2 separate regions of the Danio rerio genome follow, and region 2 is linked to region 1. Evidence: chromatin contacts called from public Micro-C data. All regions are on one chromosome and are shown on one strand. Each heading gives the region's core, a stretch centred on a gene start, on an enhancer-like site or on the middle of the called end of the contact. The rest is flanking DNA. Distances are from core to core; before and after follow the strand shown.

What was found. Hi-C and Micro-C count contacts between places; a contact is called where the count stands out from the background.
Region 2: a Micro-C map of caudal fin shows a contact between it and region 1, with 6 times the contacts expected there. The contact joins the promoter of ulk2 here to the enhancer-like site in region 1. A contact is called at or near these places in 4 of 18 Hi-C or Micro-C datasets (caudal fin, embryo, hematopoietic stem cells and 1 more) and 2 of 4 datasets of contacts at active chromatin or transcription factors (caudal fin and embryo).

What each region holds. Positions count from the first base shown.
Region 1 is chr15:23,160,437-23,167,906 of GRCz12tu, reverse strand. It overlaps tpst1 (tyrosylprotein sulfotransferase 1), which reads left to right. Exons shown (of 5, transcript NM_131403.1): 4 at 6,271-6,336. The coding sequence ends at 6,306. Among named protein-coding and RNA genes, the nearest start is that of tpst1, 76 kb to the left of the region's middle. Within about 2 kb of position 4,411, at least 15 of the 62 cell types and tissues checked have an H3K27ac peak or open chromatin away from gene starts, as enhancers often do. A contact at or near this core is called in caudal fin, where this site is marked.
Region 2 is chr15:23,307,707-23,315,176 of GRCz12tu, reverse strand. ulk2 (unc-51 like autophagy activating kinase 2) reads right to left here and starts at 4,257. Exons shown (of 27, transcript XM_002664615.7): 1 at 3,222-4,257. The coding sequence starts at 3,311.

The DNA of each region.
Region 1 (7,470 bases), core at 3,162-5,661:
GAAGGGTATTTTTGTTGCAAATAAATCTACTCCTTTTATCTATGGCAAACAAATCTTAAAAAATGTAGTTGTTTATCACAACATGAGTTTTTCTTTTTATATCTTCTACATAGCACAGCCCTCCCTTTTTTATGTTGGCTATTTGCCAATTATTACATCATGTCGATGATGAATATTTTGCTTCGTGTATTTATAGAAGGTAAACCTACTGTTCAGTAAGCGGTCCAATGCAGATATGAGCTGCAGGAGGGCTGAATGTAAACATTCCAGGAGAGTGAATTCCCTGCTGGGCCACACAGTCAGTTTTTCCACTACCGCCTCCCTGAAGCTCCAGACCGGACGATCTGTGGAGGTCTCAATCACACATGCCCTTAGTTACCCGCAGGTCCTCTCCGATTATTCTCTTCACCCACTGCTCATGCTTGAAGAATAAGTGTGTCCCGTTACATCAGCGATGAAAAATTCACTTCACTACTACAGCGAGCCAAACAAATGTCATGTAAGGTCTTGGTTGTCTCATTTTGCGTGTTACTGCAGTTACATCCAACATAGAGAACCAGCATCAGATGCTTGTTTTTGTAGAGATATGAAGGTGTGTTTGGGAACAGAATAAGATAAGATGTTCTTTTTTTGGCCTTTTGTGTTCTTAAAAGTCCTGCTCATACATTTCTTACTCATATTAAATTCCAGTCACAGCTAAAACATTAAAAAAGGGACAGATCTTTCTTTTCTTAACCATTGTTTGTCTTCAGCCATTTGCAATATAAATACAAATCCCCACCACCATCTCAACATTGACAGAATGTAGTGTGAGTAACGGTTTGAATGAATGATGGATAGTTTCGAAATTTGACCCAGAGAAATGGGAAGCATGCACGCCTTTCCTATTGCAAATGAATTCCACTCAGACTGAGAACCGCAAGCTTGGCTAGGCTACTCAAACAAACCCCTTCTGAACTCACTTCCTTCTCCACCCAGCGGCTGAACCCCCACCTCTTGACCCACCAGTGAGAGCAGCTCTCCTAAACCAGCAGCCCGGAGACTCCACTCATTAATTGGGTCTGGAGTCCTGCGGAATGGCCATATCCCATGGTTGAGCTGGCTGTGATTTTAGGAGAGAGTCAGATTCACTCTCCGTCCCTCTACTCAAGAAATCCAAACACTCCCACAAAATGGCATGTGCAAGACTACACTGATTACAAAATCTCAAGTCATACATAAAGCAGTTGAGTTGAAGTTGCTGGTTGCAGTTGTCTGTTAAGATTTATTTTAAAGTCAAGTATTTGGGATTCAGATTACAGGGATCATGTGGTATTTAATATTCACGTAAAATAACAGGCTCTTAAGATTCCTTTATGTATTAAATAGATTAGACTGATAGTGTAGTTTTTTTCCTGATTCACTAAAAGTAACTGGTTCCTAAGAGTCATCTATTTGTGAATCAGACTACAATGTCTGTTTTTGAATCACTAAAATAGCTTATTTGTGAGAGTCATTTGTCACACTGATTATGCAGTTCGTTTTTGGTTCATCAAAAGCAACTGCTTCATAAGATTTATTTGTTCGTGAATCAGATTACACTTTGCTGTTTGTTTTTTATTACTTTAAAATAAGTTAATGTTAATCAGACTACAGTCGTACAGTATAATACAAAACATTTTTCATTAATAAGACTACATACAGAAGGTTGTGCTTTGTTATTTGATTCCTTAAGAATAACTGATTCACTAAACATTAGATTATTTATTATTAATTCTACTGTGATTATGTGGTATGTATTTTTTTTTTTTTGATTAGCCTAATTTATTATTGGACTACACTGATCATGTAAAGAAAAAGTTAATTAACAGTTTCCATATATATTTACGGTTGTGAATTGCATTATGGGAGTTTTATCTCTGCTCTGTCTGCTTAAGCTGATTTATACTTCTGCGTTAATTACACACATATGGTGCGGCACGGTTTGCACGGTTGCATAGCACTCGCCATGGCTGATGCCAATGCTGATGCTCACCTCTAAAAAAGCTCTGTGATTGGTTGGCTTGGTATTGGTGACAAGTGTGAGCGGTGCTGAGAGCCACGAGCCCAATGGAGCGAGTGTTTACAAGTGTCGAGTCCCATGAAGGAGCTTCAGATGGAAACTTTTGTGTTTTGTGTTTACCCTATGATTAAAGTTGTTGCTCGTCTGTCGGTTCCCACCTCTGAATGAGGGAGTTTTACCTAATTGTACAATAAGGTAGGGTTCAGAAAAAAACAAAACACCCATGAAGAAACTCAACACAGAGGAACATAAAATAACCTACTGCCAGCTTGCGTGTCGGAAATGTTGTTGCAAAGCAACACAAACAGCATTCAGATGTATAAATGCAATGGTTCACGCAAGGCAGGTGCCATGGGTCACGGCAATCACTCGACGCAGAAGTATAACTTAGCCTTAGATGTTGAAAATCAACTCTACACTTTTGTAGAGTTATGACACTGAATTTTATTGACATTTTAGTTGTTTGAAATGATATAATATATAAGTAGTAATATAAATAAATCTGTAAAAAAAATTGTACTGGCAAAGTTTTTGTACTGTAATTTACAGCTCCAAACCACACAATATATCACTTTAAACTATTAAAAATGTTAATAAAATTCACTTTTTCAAACTTTTCAAGGTTTAAAGTTGCTGGAAGAAAGATCAAGGCCCCATAATGCAATTTAAAAGAACAAATGAATGGAAATATTAAAACATGAATCACAAAATTATGAAAAACTGCTTTTGCTTCATTTATAAGTCATGAACCAGACTATACTGTTTCACAAGAATGATTTGTTAGAGTCACATTCATATGAATCAGACTCTTTTCTGTCTTTTTTTCATGAACACTCGGCATTTAGTATGAATATGTTAATGGAAATGTTGATGGTCTTGGTCTTGGTGGTATAGATCTGTTACGCTTCTTCTGCTTTGATTATTATGGCAGAGCAAGTATCAATACCTTCTTCTGCTAGTTTATACAAAGACATCTTATCTGAGAATATAACACACTGCTACTGCAAACATTATATATATAAATAATATAGAAATAACCCCTATATTAGCAGATCTTAACACAGGTGGAGCTGGGGTGAAGGAGGGTCTTCAATAGTATGCCGCAGCTTAAACGCTGTAGAATGACACAGAGCTTGTAAGCTGATGAGGAGCAAGCTCATTGGCTGCCGAGGTGACAGCAACCAATCTCCTGCGCCATGTAGTTAATGACGCAGGAGCAGATTAGGTGACCTCTCAGTAGAGTTTTATGCCAGAAATTTCACATACTGTAGGATTAAATTCTGTCCATCTGTAATTACAATTCGATTGATCTGATTTTATGTGTGAGGAAAGGCAGTTCAGCACTGATCATCTTTTAAGAGCTCTGCCTCTCCTGAATGTAGTTTTTGGCTCCATCACAAGTGAAATGTTTCTAGGAAATAGAGCTCCTGTGACCGACAGCACTGAAGTGAAGAGCGCAAGCTTCAGATTTCTGACAGTCTAGACCTTCCACAGCGGAAAAGTCTTTTGAACAATCGCTCCATGGCCAAGTTGTCTGGCATTTGCGCTCAGGTCAGCGCTTCTTTCCTGTGGCACACACAGATATTCACTCCTCATTTGCTAAACTCAGAGAGGCAGGAAATGAGATCAGCTGGATGTGTCTTAATTGAAGACTGTGGTGCTTCTGATTCCAGCTTTCGTTCTGACTGGCTTTTTTCATTCACTCTTTCTTTCATCCCAGTATAGAGCTTGTGAAGTTTGTGTAGTTAGACACCCTGGGAATTGACACACAATATCCTCCTCCAGTGGCTCACATAAGAGGACTCTGTTATCCGTTCAACAGCAGACTTTTCATTTGCCCATTACGGCCTTCTGGAGGCATATAAAACCTGTTTGTATTGATGCCGATGAGAGGGATGTTTTTCCAACAAGCAAGCGGATACACAAAAAAAGTGTCGAATTTGAGGACTGAACTGTGAAAGATGGTGTTTATATACTGTAGCCTCTAAAATGAGCTCTCTGTTTTTCCAGGTCTTTAGGGGTGAATTTCAGCTACCTGATTTTCTTAAAGAACAGACACAGGTATGGTAGATATTCTGCCTGTCCCTATAAGCTCTTCATTAATGGCTTTGTCTTTATTTTGTTCTTCCTTTTTTCGTCTCATCTATAGCCAAAATAAAATGGTAGCAATTTGAGATCTCCATCTGCTTGCTCTCACTCTGATTTTATTGCTGTTCACGTCATTTCTGATCGTAACACTGGTTAATTGATCAGGTGTCCTGCGGTTTTCTCCTCTGATCTCATGTTTTCAATTCCCGATCTAATCACTGTATATGTAGATCTGTGGCCTCATTTTCCACTCGCAATAGTCGCAGTGTGTTCTGCTGGTTAGAAGGTGTGTAGCGCCCCCTTCTGGAAAGATCATGTAGATGCTTTTAATGATTCTTTTTTTTTTCTTTTTTCTTTTTAAAGCTCAAAATAATCTGAAATAAACATAAATAAGGCGGAACACACCGGATTTCATGTTGAAAGTGGTTGGAAACACAATAATAATAACCTTTATACTGTGAAAATATTTTACTGTCACTATTTTAGTCATTTCATTTAGTTCTAAAAGAGTTTACTAAGGTAAGAGGATCATTTTTTGGTCATCTAAAATTAATTAAATGGTGTTGCTGAGACATTTTAAGGGATTTTTCATAAAGGAATTAAATTACCTTGATCTCCAAACTGGTGTTTTTTTCCCATTCTTCTGTTGAACACAAAAGAAGATATCTTGACGAATGTTGGCAACCATTGATTGCAATTGACTCCCATAGTATTTCCTCCATTATGCTATGCTTTGTACTTACTGCTTCAGTCACTGCTTACTAACATTGTTCAGGATATCTTTTTTTGTAGCCAACAGACTGAAGAAGCTCTTAAGAGAAATAGAGGTTAAATAAACACAAACAAGACTTCATTGGTATTATTTAGGGCTGCATGATAATGAAAAAAATCAGACATAACAATGTTGTATTTTACTTCAATATATATATATAGCGATATTAGTACTATTTCTGCAGATTATTTGAAAAGCTCTATTTGAAATGAAAACATCAATTTAGATTGACTGAACTAATTAGACTGATGTCTAATCTGGTGTAGTAGTGAATCAAACAAATTCGCAAGCATAAATAAACAAGATGGAGCAGTTTTCCGAAGAATCAAGCAGTAGTCAAATATTCAGGTACAGCAACTGAACTAGGCATGGGCTGGTATAAGATTCTGACGGTATGATAACCTTAGATAAAAATATCATGGTTTCACGCGTTTGCCTAATTGTTATTACTGCTCTAAAATATATTCTTTTTAATTGTCTGGGTAAAAATAAAAAAACTTTTTTCCCTTTAAACACAATATATTTTACTTTGAGAAACATTTAAAACATTTTGGAGCAGTAAACATGTCAGGCTAAATAATTCAAATGAATCATTGACTTCTGCTCTCTTCATTAGTTTCAAAAACACAATTATTATTTTTTTTTATAATTTAAATGACAACTTTGGATATCTTTTCTGCTAGAGACACTGTTGTCCTAAAAATAACAACAACAACAACAAAGTAAATAAAAGGTTGTACACATTTGAACGGTAAGAAAATGACAGAAAACAAAATCAGAAAATGTTGGTGGGTTTAAAACCTTGACTTTTCCAAACCATGGTATACTTTAAAAACAGATATCGACCCATGCCTAAATTGAACAATCACATGTAATGTAAAATAACACTGTAGAGTCTTTATCACTGAACAACTATAATCCCAACTCAACATTACAGATCCTGGGATGGAAATGTTGTGAATGCACACATTGGGATACCAATGCTGAAACAATATATTGTGCAGTCCTAGTTTCATGTCCTAGTATCAATGTTTCTATGAAAAACCTTTAAAATCTGAACAACATTTTAAATCCACAGAATGCTTTTATTGTGGAAAATGGTTCTTTAGATTATGAAATTGTTTGGTTCTTTGTCAAACCGTTGACTGAGCGGTTCTTTAAGGAATCCAGAATTGTCCTTCTGTGGCTTCGCTGACACTGGGAAAACTTGGTTTATTCATATTTTCACATTTTTAGAGTGTAAACGGGAATTGGAAAGTATTTTGTGAACTAACAATGAATGCTTGACAGCCACTGAAAAGGGTTTATTTGCACTTTATACAGCATTGTGTGCTGGACACATGTGTAACAGATGTTTCTTTTATCACAGCTTCAGAAGTCTCCAGAAAAGCCAAACCCAAGTTAAGAGAAGAGGACGAGGGCTTTATCAGTAGAAGTGAGTTTTTATCATATTTGCTAGAAGACTTTGCTTCCCTTTTTTCTACCACAGATAAAGTGATTTGAATTAACTTGCATACTGCAATTGATAGAACATGGGATGTTCTAAGAAAAGCATGAAAAATTGCTTTCAGCAATATTATTATAATGTGGTGATAATATTAGATATTATTATTATTATGGTTTTATCAATAATACTGTGTATACATATGTATTATACGTTATCATTGTTATGACAAGCAATTAAACACACCCATATGTACAATGATAACTTTAACAGCAATTAGCAACAATGCTCCTGATCATATTTAAGCATTTTACATATTTTTTAAATTAGTAATTTATATATACATTAACATATATGATATAAAAAATATTATATTACATGGTGCTAAATATATATTAGCCCTTCTATGAAATTTTAATGCATTTAAAATATTTCCCAAGAGCTGTTTAATGAGCGCAGTTCAAAATAAAATAGTCTTAATAAGTAACTTCTAATAACTCATTTCTTTTGTCTTTGCCATGATGACAATATTGTAATAATAGTTATTTTGCGAAATACTAGTATTGAGCTTAAAGTGCAATTTAAAGTAAATTAACTATGTTAATTAGGTTAACTAGGCAAGTTAAGGTAATTAGTCATTGGAAAACAGTGTTTTGTTCTATAGCCAATAGAACTTTTTTTTAAGATGGTATGGGAATATAAATTTAAATAATCTAGTTTCAAATAAACAGTGATATACTAAATATGAGTAGCTGTGCGATATGCCTGTATATCGGCACTGGTAAGAGGGCGTGTGTTTGCACGAGGCCACAGTACCACCAGTGACGATATACAGCTATATCACTCTGCTACGAGTGGGATTTTGTGTTTATACAAGAGTCCGATGGCATAAACATGTATATGAAAAAGAAAATCAAACCTTTTTGTATCAGGAACTACTTTCTTCCACCATTCATTCAAATCTGCAGCTGGCAGTCAAAACAGCGCCATCACTCATACACTAACGTCACTTTAGAGCTAGTATTTGAAAGATTCTCTAGAATAATATCCAAAGTGATGACAAAACAGGTGATGTTTGCTCACATTTTAAGATTATTAGGCTGAACATGATGTAATGCCACCAGT
Region 2 (7,470 bases), core at 3,008-5,507, 150 kb before region 1:
TTTTGTTGAAGTCACTAACATTTGCTTCAAAAGGTCTTTCTTTTCAGCGTTCTATTTTTGAACTTGTGGCCTGGTACCACATAAAGCTGATAGTATAATTGGGATTTTAGCCTTTGGCAGATGCACTCTTGTGTGTGGGACTCCATAGAGCTGCACACTATCTTAAAGGAACTGTGTCCCCAACGCAGAGTCCAAATCCATGAATAGAACAATGCTTTTCATCTAAATGTAGGTTAATAGGAGATGTTCCTGCAGCACCCAGTGCCATAGCCAAGCGCTGGCAGCATGCAAGAGTGGCTGCGTTCATCTCGCCTCGATGAAAGCAGACTCAGCCAAGCGTGGTAAAGGCAACCCAGAGAAAACGCTTTTGGCTTTTATACTGACCCCATTCAATAGATTAGCACTCAAGGTCTCTGCTTTTAATATCACATCTCATCAAGGAATAAGAGGCTGAAATGCTGAACTTCAAAAAGAAATGAGAGAAATGGCCTGTATATCTCGTGTTAGCGGAATCTTCTGATGTGTCAATCAAGGATCATAAGCATGTGTGATGATACTGTACAGTATATACATAACATGTTTGTAGGATGAAACTAAAATTGGTCTCACTGGTAGTATTGAGTCAGCTGCTTTGGATGAGGCAGGTGATCATAAATATGCATCAGATTACTCCTGCTATAAATAGTCACGGCTTGATGACTGCATACTGTGCATACAGTTGAGCACTTCCACACACACAAGCACAGACAGAGATAGCCATTGTATTGACCGACAGATGCATCCTTAACCATTTCAGAATGTGTCTATGAGTATGTTTGTTTACATGACACCAATAATCCGATTTTATTCTGAATAAGACAATACTCAGATTAAGAATCTACCATGTAAACAGTTATTTTTAATTACCTTAATCCAACTAAAGTCATAACCGAACTAAACAGAAATCGAATTAAGTCATGTTGAGTATGCAGACTTTAGTCACATTTTAAGTGCAGTGCAGATATTTAAACACTGCAATCAAACTATTACTGTTATGTAGGATTTTCACAGCATTTTGCGACAGGACAGTCTACAGATAAACGGCTGTTTGACACAATTCTCTGCACATACCCAGTCAGGGAAGGACCACAGATACCTGCAAGGCTTTTTTTCCTAAATGGTGTGCGATATCAAATTCCTTTAAAACTAGACTCCAGCAGTTCATACTCTCATCCAATATCTCGTTTGACAAAGGGGCATGCATGAAATGTTCCTGAATGACAGTGAAAGTGCCAAACTTCAGTTAAAGTTGACAAATTAAAAATGACATGAAACTCCGAAGGAAATGTGGATAGCGTTGTGATGCAATAGCGCTAATCGAATTATGTGCTATAACATGCAAAACGGGATCATGAAAGAACATTCAAAAAGCATCTCGCGTAAACACCTTAATCATATTATTGTCTTAATCAGATTAAGGCAAATAATTTGATCACTGATAACCATGTAAACAGTCTAGCATTAGCATTTTGATCTGATTAGATTTGAACAAAACTGGAAGAGCTTTTCCCACAAAATCTGAGTCATTTGAATCCTGATTTTTCTGTTATCTAGTAAACCTGAATGCTGTAAATGATAAAGATTTTTCTGCTTCTGCCTATTTTCTGTTTTTGCTCAGTCATTTTTCTTTTTTGTATTTTTATTATTATTTATTACTTTATCACAATGATTTGAAACTTGGCAATGTTTTTGGAATCTATCACATGAACATTAGAAAAAATATGTACATTAATATATTGTATGTGTAAATATAGTCATGCTTTTGTTGTTTGCAATCAGTCTGCATTGAAAATTTATTTCAACCAGAGGACATGTTGGGTACTGTGCCCAAAAAAACACTGAAAACACATTTAAGTTTTTTTTTTTTTTTACCTGTGATTTAAAACACATATTGTTTAGATTTATGGCTTTGAATGTCATGCAGATTTAGAGTTTGACATATATTGTACAATAAGTATTGCATATTACATCACCATTTCATGCAATTTGCCAAAAAAAATAAGCTTGAACTTTTTCAATCCGTTGTCCAACACATTATATATTTATCACAGCAGAAGTTGGACATTATATTTTAGATCTAAGCAAGAAAATATTTTATAAATGGCTCATAACTACTGCATAAATATAATTTAGTGCAATTGCAATATAACAGTCATGTCTGGTGATGCTTTCAAAACATTGGATGCAACTATAGTTACTATAAGGTAATTAACATATAATGTTAAAACAGTAGCTGTGATGCTAAAACTATGTCTTTAAATCAGTCAGTGTGTTTTGTGTATGCAAGTCAATATAAAAATAAACCACAAAAATAAGAGCAAAATGTGTCAAAACATCTCAATGCATTAAGTATTTCTACATGTGTACATTGGGTACTATGCACAATAAAAAAAAAAATACTAAAAACTCGTTTTATTTTATTTTCTGTTTTACCTGTGATTAAAAACACATTTTGTTTAGTTTTATGGCTTTGATTGTCATACAGATTTTGAGTTTAACATATATTGTACAATGAATATTGCATATTAAATCTGAAAACAGTATTTCATGCAATTTGCAATGCATAAAAATAAACTTCCAAGATTTATGACAGCAGAAGTTGTACATTATATTTCAGATATATCCAAGAAAACGTGTTATAAATGGATTATAACCGCTGCACACATATAATTAAGTGGCATAAAGTCCCATTATAAAAATGATCAACGAAATATATTCATTTCATTTCAATACAACAGTCATGTCTGGCGATGCTTTCAAAACACTGGATGCAACAACAGTTAAAATATGGTAAACAAACATATAACGCTAAAACAGCTTTAGTCCTGATGCAAAAATAAGAGCAAAATGTGCGTCCCTCCGCCCAAAGTAGACCGGTCAGTCGTATTGACGTCAGACAGCTTATTCACGCAGGCTGTTTTATGAATGAATGACTCCAGCAGTATGTGACCTATTCAAGCACACGTTACATAAAAAACAACCCACGGTTTATAATCACTGCGATGAGCACGACATCTCACACAAGACGACGTGCAAAAAACGCAATGCATAAATTAAACAAATCTATATTCATCCCTATTAAATTAAATTACATCAATGTAATTAATATGACATTTATACCCATGGGGATTCAACGAGCATGGCCCAGACTTGCTGTGAATATAAGACGAGTGCTTATTTACCTTTTTATGTCTTCCCTTGAAGACGACCGCAAAGGCTCCGTGTCCGATGAGGTCTTTTCGGCTGTATTCAAAATCTCCCACCGTCTCCATATTTTTGGCAGGTGTCCGGTGATGATACACAACAGCTTGAGATGGAGAGGCTGCTATAGGGACAAGTTCCTCAAACTCTCTGTAATCCTGGCGACAGTCTGTTCAAGAACACTGTCATCCCCAAATTATCAATGCTAGAGACTATATAGTATACTTGAGAGTTTATTTATAACCGTCTGGCTGACAATCAAGAATCAAAACAAAGCTAAGTGTGAAGTTTAAGTGACTAACGTTAGATGCTAGATGCGCATAACTATTTTCGTTGTCGCTCTCTGACTCCAGTTAACAAGGCATTTCGCAAAATAGCTTGATGAAATAGCTATTAATCCAACTAAGATGTATAGTTTCCGAGCTACATGTTGTCAGTTCAGTTTAAAAGGAAAGAAAGAGGTTGCAAACGCCCTCACTCTCGTGCTGTAACAGTGCCTCGTTAAGTCAATAACTGCGCGGCGGGTCACTGAGTTGCCCATCGCGAGCTGGCTACAATGACAGCCAGCAAGCGACAATACAGCAATGTTTATAATGACAACACAGCAGGTAACGTTAAATCTCAATAAATAATGTCTAGAAGTGCTCCCACATCTATTTTACACAGTCAAAACGCGTCGCTAAAATTCTAGCAGGTTAGTTTACAAAACAAGCGATCCAGAGCACCGTTCCCCGATGCGTTTAATGTAATAGTCATCTGTCCATCTGCAAAAATAAGATTATCTCCTTCAGATCCATATGAGTGCTGGGTAACAATACACCATTTCTTCAGTTCACCCGTCTGTCCTGCTTTCGATATCGAGGGACAATGCAGAAAAACATCAGTGCTTCGCTTTTAACAAAAGCGTAAAAAAGACGTTAAAAGCACGATCCGTTATGTGAACGGAGTTTATCGTTTTATCTTCTGTTCGTTCGGAGAGGAATTTGATCTTGATCGCACAGTTGCAGCATTACAATGACAGAAGAGCTCTCCTCTCGCAGGAGAACGAGACCATCATATCGTGTTCCTCCGCGCACACGAGTGCGACGCCCTCCGCCGTGAAAAATAGGTCTCAGGCTTGCAAAACAAAGCCTGGCTAAGGGCTGCACGAAATCCGAGTATATACACGTGAGAAGAACATCTCTAGGACGTAGTGCAAACGTGAAATGTGTACGTTAAAAAGTCAGTATATAGTTTTAAAGAGAGATCAAGACTGTAGTTGAATATTTTAAAGAAATGAACGAATAAGATAAAACAATACATGGACTTTAAACGTTCATAATGCTGAACAAATACACAAAGTGATGATAATCACACTATGATAGACTATAATGCTAATTTATCTTTAACAGTACAAAAACATATCTGACAGGTCATAGTGCTCCCCCTGTCGGCGACTCTTGTTACGAACATTAAAAAAAACAATGTTGTTTACAATTTGACAACGAAGAGCATCCTCTGCTGGCAAAACACTCACTACAACAAAAAGAGTTTTTTTTTTTTTGCATAAAACATTCTAAACATTTCTACATGCTTAAAACCTGAAAAATATATGAAGTTTGAGTTCAGATGCAAAAACCTCAGATGCAAAAACCTCTAAGTGCCATTTGAAATTTTCCTCTAAAATGAGCATTTTTCCGAGACTCCTATATTTATGTTGACTAATTTCACATTATGGGCAATGAAAATAACATATTAATTGACATAAAAGGGAAATTACTCAACTAAATAGTAGTCTGAGAAGAAGAAGAATTTTAGGTGAAATTTTCAGGAGGCACTTAAAGATTTTTTGCATCTAACTCTTCGTATGTAAATGTGGTATACAATTAATTTAGTTTTTCTTTGAATTAAGTTCTTACTCCATTGACATTTTTCCTTTGTTTAGCATGATAATAACTATTTGTATTCAAGTGTCAGATTACAACACTCTAAAAAATGCAGTTTTTCAACCCCAAATTTGGTTAAAATATTGACAAACGCAGTTGCTGAGTCTACGATTAGTTTTTTGGATTAAATATTTGGGCTTGAAAAAAAAGGCATTTCTGTGTGGAGTTTGAATGTTCTCCCCTTGTTCATGTGGCTTTCCTCCGGGTGCTCCAGTTTCCCCATTTATAGTCCAAAGACTTGAATACATGCACTATAGGTGACTTGAAAAAACTAAACTGCAGTGTAATAGGTGTGAATGAGATGGGTGTTTCCCAGTACTGGGTTGCAGCTGGAAGGCTATCCGCTGCGTAAAAACATATGCTGGATAGGTTGGCGGTTCATTCCGCTGTGGTGACCCATGATTAATAAAGGGAATAAGCCGAAAGAATATGAAAATTAATATTTTACTTAAAAATTTAAAACAATATTTTGTGCACTTTTTATAAAAATTTGTTAAAAGGTTGTAAATGGATTTTAAGCATGAATTAATTAATATAATGAATGAATGAAGCATGAATGAATATAACTTACTATAACAAAATCATCAAATTAAAAAACATTACATATAGAAAAAATGTACACTCATTTTGATTCAATTGATAATAGACATATCAGTGGTGGTAAAAAGCTGATGCATTTACATGTAATTTATGCATATGTGTGTGAACGTAACATTCTGTAGTGCATTTAGTTTTTGTTTAAAGACATTTCGGTCATCATGCAGTAAACATTCTGTCATCTTCTCATCAGTAAACAGTCTCTGGGTCAGTGCGTGTAAAGATCTTAAACACTTTTAATGCTTCCTAGCAGTTTGTTGCATTTATAAATCACCCATGTCTGGAAGTTTAGTATGATGTGATTTACTTTTGATTTGATTGGACAAGAATCACAGGGCTGATTTTTCTAATCCCCATAGACAGGAAAAAATAAAGCAGTGGCTAGATTGAAGAAAAGTAGTGGAGTAAAAGTACGATACAGCACTAAAAATGTACTCAAGGGAAAGTAGAAGTACACTTTTTAAAAACTACTTAGTAAAGTACAATTTCAGAGAAAACTACTCAATTACAGTAGTTTAAATGTTTGTAATTTGTTAGTAAAACCACTGGCCATAATTGATTTTTTATACTGGAAAACAAGACAAAAATACTTAGTATAAAAAAATGTTTGCACTGCATCGTCTATCATGCATTGTAAGTTTTGACTGCAAATTTTGATAGAAGAACAATGGTGTGAAACATGTTTCAATACACATGACTGCTGTAATCACCAAAACATCACATGCTGGGGGAACACGTCTCTGTCTCAACATGCATTTCACATGCGACTTGTCCATATGAAGGGCCACGTGAGACATCAAACTAAAAGATTTATGGGGCTGAGACTGCAGACAGAGAGGAGAGATGAGACCTTCTCCAGTGTCACACTAGGGTCACATTTAGGCCCAGCCCACAAAAACACTGCTTTTCAAAACCACAGTTGTTTGGCCATTTATTCATTCACAATCAGTTCACAGAAAACCAAATATTTTTAGGTTAAACAGTCATTAAAACTTGTACAATAAAACTAAAATAACAAATGTTAATTGAAAAAATAATTAATTAAAAATATATTACAATTTAATTAAAATGTTATTACTCTATAGACACATTCAGAAAAATAACAATAAAAAAAGACATTCTAAATAAAAAAAATACTTAATAAAAAGTACAATAGTTATTTAATGAGAAAAAAAGCTGCTACTAGATACAATAAAATGTATTATTATTCAATCTCTTTCTATTATTCATTCTATTATCTTTTAATTGCTTTATTAAGCTGGGGTTGCCACTGCAGAATGAACCGCCAACTTATCCAGCATGTTTTACACAGCGGATGCCCATCACTGGGAAACATCCATACACACTCATTCACATACACTACGGACAATTTTAGCTTACCCAGTTCACCTGTTCACGTCTTTCAAATTGTGAGGGAAACAAGCACTTGGAGGAAACCCACGCCAACACAGGGAGAACATGCAAACTCCACACAGAAACATCAACTGACCCAGCTTATAATTATTATTATTATTATTAATTATAATATTTTCCCTGACCATGAGGCCAGAATAACAGAGGATCATATCAAATATATTCATAGAAACTTGTGAACATCACACTGATAAACATTGACCGCATTGACCCAACTGTTCTTGTAAGAGACTACATGTAACAGATCAACAGTAGATGGCGCTGTAATGGTGTGCAGCGTCTGAAATAAGACAAA